Regions from separate parts of the Zea mays genome. Here region 2 is linked to region 1. Evidence: chromatin contacts called from public Hi-C data. All regions are on one chromosome and are shown on one strand. Each heading gives the region's core, a stretch centred on a gene start, on an enhancer-like site or on the middle of the called end of the contact. The rest is flanking DNA. Distances are from core to core; before and after follow the strand shown.

Region 1 (3,361 bases), core at 289-2,788:
CATGCAGTGGTGCGGCATGTAATTCTCCCTTACTTTTATGTCGATGGAAACTAAAAAGGGAGCTTTAGTGCCGGTTTCTGAATAGAACCGCTACTAAAGACCTCTCGGTTCTATGACGCCAACTTAAAATACATAAGTACCATTTGGTGTCTTCAACCAGTAATGATAACTTAACATTGGTACCGGTTGTGGACACTGATTGGTAGTAATATCCTCTACAAAAACACGACGATTAAAAAAAGATGTCAAGTCAGGATCGATTCTAAATCAACCGGTACTAATATCCTCGGACGGAAGCCCCCTTTCTCTTTATTTAATTAGTTGTTAGTTGTAGCTTGGAAAGTACCGTGGGCCAATTTGCTAAGAAGAAGAAAATGACAATTTGCGAAGAAGAAGAGAGTCGATAGCATTGGTAAATATTAGGCAGCCTAATTTTGATTTTTTTTATAAAAAAAAACGGGCTAACATCCAACGAAGCTTGTTGGGGGGTGGAGATTTGTAAGTAGGCCGAAGAACTCTCTCTTCAATTCAGTTTCTTTCATTTGCTTTGCGGCCAGTGGCTGCTCCTGCTCTGCTACGGTACGATCCGGCCGGTTGATTCGGTGGTTCGGTTGGACCGTCACCTCACCGTCGAGCTCCGGCCCACCTCCTGGGCTCTGGCTGCTGGATCAGTACAGCTAGCACTGCTACGGAGACGATGATAATCTCACGGCCAGGCCAGGTATCCCCTCCCGTCTGTTTCATCAGTACAGGAGTACAGCACTTGGACAGCCAATGGCGATGCGACGTCGACGAGACGCGCGCTCCGATTCATAGGTATAGGTATAGGGACTGATTGGTTACCTGCATATTCCCCATCCACGCTCATGTGATGATTGGTTACCTGGAGAGTTTATTGGGTCTGGCCCTCCCGATGCACGAGGCACCCCTCGGTCTGGCCAGCGGCGTGCGACCTTTTTTTTCGTTTCTCCTGAGCCTGGCCGCTGCTGAGCGCGTGAGGAGCGCTGGTGAGTTCGGCGGGAGGGTGACAGCCAGGCATCCAAACAATATCTTCTGCAACCAGGCCGGTGACAGCCAGACATCCAAATATACCCCTTTTGCATGCACAAAGTATGGTCTGCTGAGTCCTAGTTCCTAGATACGGGACAAGCTACTCTGGGAAGACAACCAATCGGGCCCATAGCGACGAAAATCTGCTCGTCTGTGGTCGCCGTGCAAACTGTGGAAGTGGAAGTAGTTTTGACCTTTGAGGGCGGTTAGGCGGCCACCTTTCCGGCGGTCGGTTTCATCTCCCGCGTTCATTCATGAGTTCCATCTCTTGGTCTAGATGCATATACACAGTACCGTACAGTTGGCAGCTAGCAGCTCTTTCTGGTCAATTAAAAAGGAATAATAACAGCGTTTTTATATATAAAGATGAAAGTTGCAGCTTTTGCAACAAAAGCCAGCTTTGATTTCGGCCCTATTTCCTCCAAGAGCCATGGGCCTGGCTGCGAATGTGAATGCATCGTACATGGGCCATAGGTTGGGTTTGGGCCTAAGTTGGGTCTTATTGTTACATTTACATGCATGATCACTGGTCGTGTGAATTGTAATGCGCATGGAATCAGACTCGCTCAACAAAGAACCGTAAGAGCATCTCCAACAACGTGACCTATAAAAATGTCTTATAATTTTAAAATAAGTAAATTTTATAGAATTTAGGGCACCAACAAAACACCCTGCTCCAACAGTAAAGCCCCAAATCTAGATTATAGGGCAGCCCACTACGGTGTAGTATATTTGAGGCACTTGAGAGGGTGCCCTATAGTTTTTTGACAAAATTTGTTGAATTGAGGCACCGTTGGAGTGGTTTTTCCTGTGTAGAGCCCTATATTTCGATTTGAGGCATTAGTTTGAGGCATTGTTGGAGATGCTCTAAAGTGTCATGCCCTTTGTATTTAGCGTTTCTTCTCCTGCTTTATCGCTCCATCAACAAAACACTATATGGTCCTCTAAATAGCGGAGGTTCTCAGCATCCGCTAAATCTAGCGATCTTCTTTGGTCCGCTATCACCTGCTCGCGAATGCTGCCGAGGAGCGCGACGACCCAGGGGCGAGAGACGCAGGCGCCATGCCTACGACGCTGAACACAGCGCCAGACACGACGTCGAGCGACGACCGACAAATGCCTCCATCTCCGCCGCCACGCTGGCGACTGCGGACACAGAACCGGCGTGTGGCCCACCGGCGTCCTGCTGCACGGCGTGGCCAGCAACGGACGACCACCAACAAGTTGTCGCATGGCGCCGACGACTAGATAAGGAGCTAGCAACCTCCGTGTAACACTCCTTCCACTTTCGGACCGACGGTACTTACACCTATCAGATTTTTAGGACCATATATTGTCTCCATAGACAAACACGGATCTTTTGTCCTCACTTTGTCCTCACTCATGCGCACCCAACAAAACTTCTCAGTCGGTCATCCATCCCAAATTGCTCCAAGTCAAGCACGTTTAACTTGAAGGTTCTTTCGAGATAGGCTTCCGAAAAAGAAGATGCATCTTGTTTGTATAGGTACTCTATTAATTCTATTAAGCATTGGGCCATGATATCACCATCCATTGGGGTCAGGATATCACAATCCACCTCCCTTAGAAGACCGACGTCCTCGTCGGTCAACCCCAAGCCAGGAACCTCCTCTCTTGGTCACGTCTGTTTGTCTAGTGTTGTGATATGTAATGTTATGTGACCACTCCGGGCCCACATGCGCCATGTGCCATATACCCGAACCCCTAACCCACACACGCCGGTGAAACCGCGAGTGTTGGCTCTGATACCAATTGTAACACACCGGTCCACTGTCGGACCGGCGATACTTACTCCTAGCAGCTTTCTAGGATCATATATTGTCCCCACAGACCAACACGAATCTTTTGTGCGCACTTTGTCCTCACTCATGCGCACCCGAGAAAACTTCCCAGTCGATCACCCATCTCAAATTACTCCAAGTCAGACACGCTTAACTTGGTGGTTCTTTCGAGATAAGCTTCCGAAAAAGAAGATGCATCTTGTTAGTATGAATACTCTATTAATTCTATTAAGCATTGGGCCATAATATCACCATCCACCGGGGCCAGGATATCACACTTCGGCGAGCAGATGAAAAAGCAAACCAAAGGAAGAAAAATAATGGGATCTTCTGTGGGGATGGAGAGGAGAATGGCCTTCTGAATTTGTTTGGTATTTATTATTCTTCAAAAATAGTTATTAATACATAATTAAAAAGGATTTGCAATATGTAAACGAGACAATATTTTGAATTAAGGTTCTAGAAACTTATGTTAATATGATTGTGAAAATATAGAAGTTGAGATATAA
Region 2 (3,361 bases), core at 566-3,065, 380 kb before region 1:
ATACGTAGAATTTTACCATTAGCACAATAAGAAAACGTGCCCTGTTCTAGCTAGATGACGATTCAACCACCGCGTTGAATCCTTTTAAGCGCCAGTTTAGATGAATATGAATAGTTATTAGCCAACTAATTTTTAACTCTAATCCATTGAAACAGAAGAATTAACAAAAATACTAATTTTATTACAAAGTCTCAATCTAGTTGTTAGAGCATCTCTAAAAGACTAGCTAAATGGTTTGTCAAGCCAAATTTTGGCTATTTAACAAAAAAATAGCTCTACAACATACTAGCTATCTAACTCGACAAGCCATTTAACTCTTCAAATTAGATCTCTCTCTAGCTAAATTTGGCTAGCTACTTCGAGTCTTCGACTAGCCAAGCTAAGAGCATCTCCAAGGTACTCTTCATTTTTAACTCTATATTTGACTATCTATTTAACTTTTCATAAATATTACACTCTGTATGTAGCATACTAGCATCTCACTCCAACAAACTATCTGTCTAATTTGGCTAGTCAGGTGGCTAGCCAAATTTGACTAGTGAGAAAGTCAATTTGAAGAGTCTGATAGCTTGGCGAGTCAGATAGCTAATCTGTTGGAGAGTTATTTTGCTATTGAGTAGCCAAAATTTGGCTTGACGAGTTATCTAACTAGTCTCTTGGAGATGCTCTAACTTGTTTGTTATAGGATATGTTGGAATAAGATGTTACATATAGATTGTAATTTTTATGAAAAGTTAAATAAAAAATCAAAATCGAAAGAAAAAATAAAGAGTCTGTCGGAGATGCTCTTTATACATGTACAGCAAGCAGGTGAGGCATCTAGTCTTTTTCCTTTTTTTGCAATTGAATTTGCAGCGGGAGAATTTTTTTTCTCTTCCATTGCAAATTTGCACAATCCTTTTATTTGGCCGAAATCAGAGATTATTACAAGGAACCAAGGAAGATCTCTTGGAATAGAAGCTGAGTTAGCCGGCTAGTTAGCCTCGCCCCCTTTAGGGTCTGATCAGTTAGGGAGAGATTAAAAGGGTTAGATGCTATTCGTTTAGTCTAATCCATAGATATTGATAGGGATTAAATTCTCTACAAGTTAAAATCCTCACCAATTTCTTCCAATCTCAATCCCCATGGTTTAGAGATAAAACTAACATGGCCTAGAGATGAAACTAACATGGCCTTATACATGTACTATTTGCCAAGCTATTTAACTATTAAACGTCTGTACTGGCTAGATTTACAGTTTGAAATTAACAAAACGGCATGTGTCGCATTAGCTAGCTGCGCTTAACCAGCACGGTGGCACTGAACTGGGGGACATCATTTAAGTTTTATTTTGGCGTCTTATGATTAAGGGCCTCTTTGTTTACCCCCCAGATTATATAATCTGGATTAAATAATCTTAAGAGGCAAACAAACAGTCTAGCTTATTTGCCCAGATTATATAATCTAATCCATTGGATTATATAATCCTCCAAAAATAATCCAGATTATATAATTCATTGGGGTAAACAAACAGGCCCTAAATCAAGAAGAGGGGGTGGTGGTGGTGGTGGTGGTGGTGGCACCTCCATGGAGGGTCCTACTCCTACCTCTGTCTATGAGAGAGAAAGAGAGCGTTTAAAAAAATTAAAAGAAAAAACAGAGGGGAGAGTGAACCATCATCAATGCTCCAATGATCCCCCTTCAAGACTCCGATTCCTTTCTCCCCCCTCTCTCTATCTCGAGCCTTTTCTTTGACCGCCTCTCTCTCTAACCTCTTATATAAGATGAGAAGATTCGCTCTTCACCGCCTCGCAGGGCTACACTCCATTCTATCCCTCTCTATATCCCCCCGCACCCTCTCCTGGTCCTGGCCATCTCCATCTCCCGTCTCTCTCTCTCTCTACGAACTCCACCTCGCGAACAGCCGCTGCTTGCCTGCCGCGTTGGAGAGAACGGAAGAAAAGCGAGCGAGGGAGAGGGACAGCAACTCCCTCGGTCGCTTTCGACGGCCTGGATCTCCCCGCACGCGGGATCGTACGACCGGCACGCTGTTGTCGCTTTCCACCGCGTACGTGCTCCCTCCCTCCCCCGCCTGGCCCTGGTCGCCTCCCTTTCCTCCATGTCGACCATGTTCCGGTTCCCATCGCCATCCCCGCAGAAATCCCGCGGATTAACTTTTCGGCTCCGGGGAGCCCTAATCATGTTTTTTTTCAGCGCCGGGCGGCCCCGTTCCTGCGGTTATGCCCGGCCTCCTCCTGTCCTGGGGCTTGGGCACCGTACGCAACGGCACGGTCTCTGCCGCTGGCGGCCGGCGGCTACCCGGCAGTTGCCGTTTCAGTTTATCGTCGCGGCGTTGATTAATGCGCTCCTGGCCGTTCGCCGGCGAACCACCGGTCGCGGGCGGGCGGGCGGGCGTGCGGACCTGCGGGGCAGGCTCAACGGAACGCCGCCTTTTCCGGTGTTTTATGCTGTTGTTAATGCCCAGTGCCGTGTAAAGGCCGTCCTTTCCCCCACCTCGATTTCATTGCCTGCATTGCATCGCTCTGCCGCGTTTGACTGCTCATCTAGCAGCCTTTATTTCGCCCCCTCCCTGCTTACCGTTTCTCTGGTGTGCACTTCCCTTGAGAGCGCTCCCGTTCGTGGGAGTCGCCGGCGGATTCCCACCGGATTTGATGCGCGCATCTTCAAATTCGCGGCCTTTTTTTTTTGCTGCCTCGCAAAAGCTGCTGCGTCTTAGCTTTTCCGGCTTCTTAATTTGGACGATGTGTACGGATCACTGTCGGCCCTAATTATTTCCACAGTTTTTTAACCCGCGGGCTGTTTTATATGTGTTTCTTTTTGAATTGCTCGATCCCTTCTGGCGCTCTTCATCTTCTTCCGTGGAATGGATTTTTCCTTTGCTCGGCCTTGCCCTTTGCTGCCTCAGGTCCCGTCTGTTTTGCTCTAACGCAGCATCTGGTTGCAGCAGCACACCACACCCCTTCTGTTGTTTTGGAATAACTGGAAGCCTTTCGGGTTTGGAATTTGGCACCTAGCCTGAATGCCACCGAAACCATTTTGGAGATGAGTGGGATTCATTAAGTGATCCCTGGCAAATGATTGAGCAAGCAGTGACAACTTGTACTTAGCAAAGTAGGTTTTATGCTTCAAGGGTACGACTGCAGCCTGATGTTTGTACGCCATATTTGTTCTTCTGTTCTAAGCAAGTGATTTTTTCCCCATTTGCTGGACCATTCATGACATTTTATCCACTTGTACCTACTTGTTTTTCCCCTGTGGCCTCAGTGGTATATTATCCATTTTTCTAGTTATTAGCAAGTATTTGAGCTATATGCTGCTTTTTTCGTGGAGGAGTGGCGAATTTTTGCCATCAATACGATTA

The links. Hi-C and Micro-C count contacts between places; a contact is called where the count stands out from the background.
Region 2: a contact with region 1 is called in a Hi-C map of leaf, with 4 times the contacts expected there. The contact joins the promoter of LOC100216715 here to the enhancer-like site in region 1. A contact is called at or near these places in 2 of 25 Hi-C or Micro-C datasets (both in leaf).

Annotation. Positions count from the first base shown.
Region 1 is chr3:26,127,833-26,131,193 of Zm-B73-REFERENCE-NAM-5.0, reverse strand. No RefSeq gene overlaps it. Among protein-coding and RNA genes, the nearest start is that of LOC100191394, 16 kb to the left of the region's middle. Within about 2 kb of position 1,538, at least 17 of the 20 cell types and tissues checked have an H3K27ac peak or open chromatin away from gene starts, as enhancers often do. A contact at or near this core is called in leaf, where this site is marked.
Region 2 is chr3:26,510,852-26,514,212 of Zm-B73-REFERENCE-NAM-5.0, reverse strand. LOC100216715 (CDP-diacylglycerol--serine O-phosphatidyltransferase 1) reads left to right here and starts at 1,815. Exons shown (of 13, transcript NM_001143120.1): 1 at 1,815-2,047.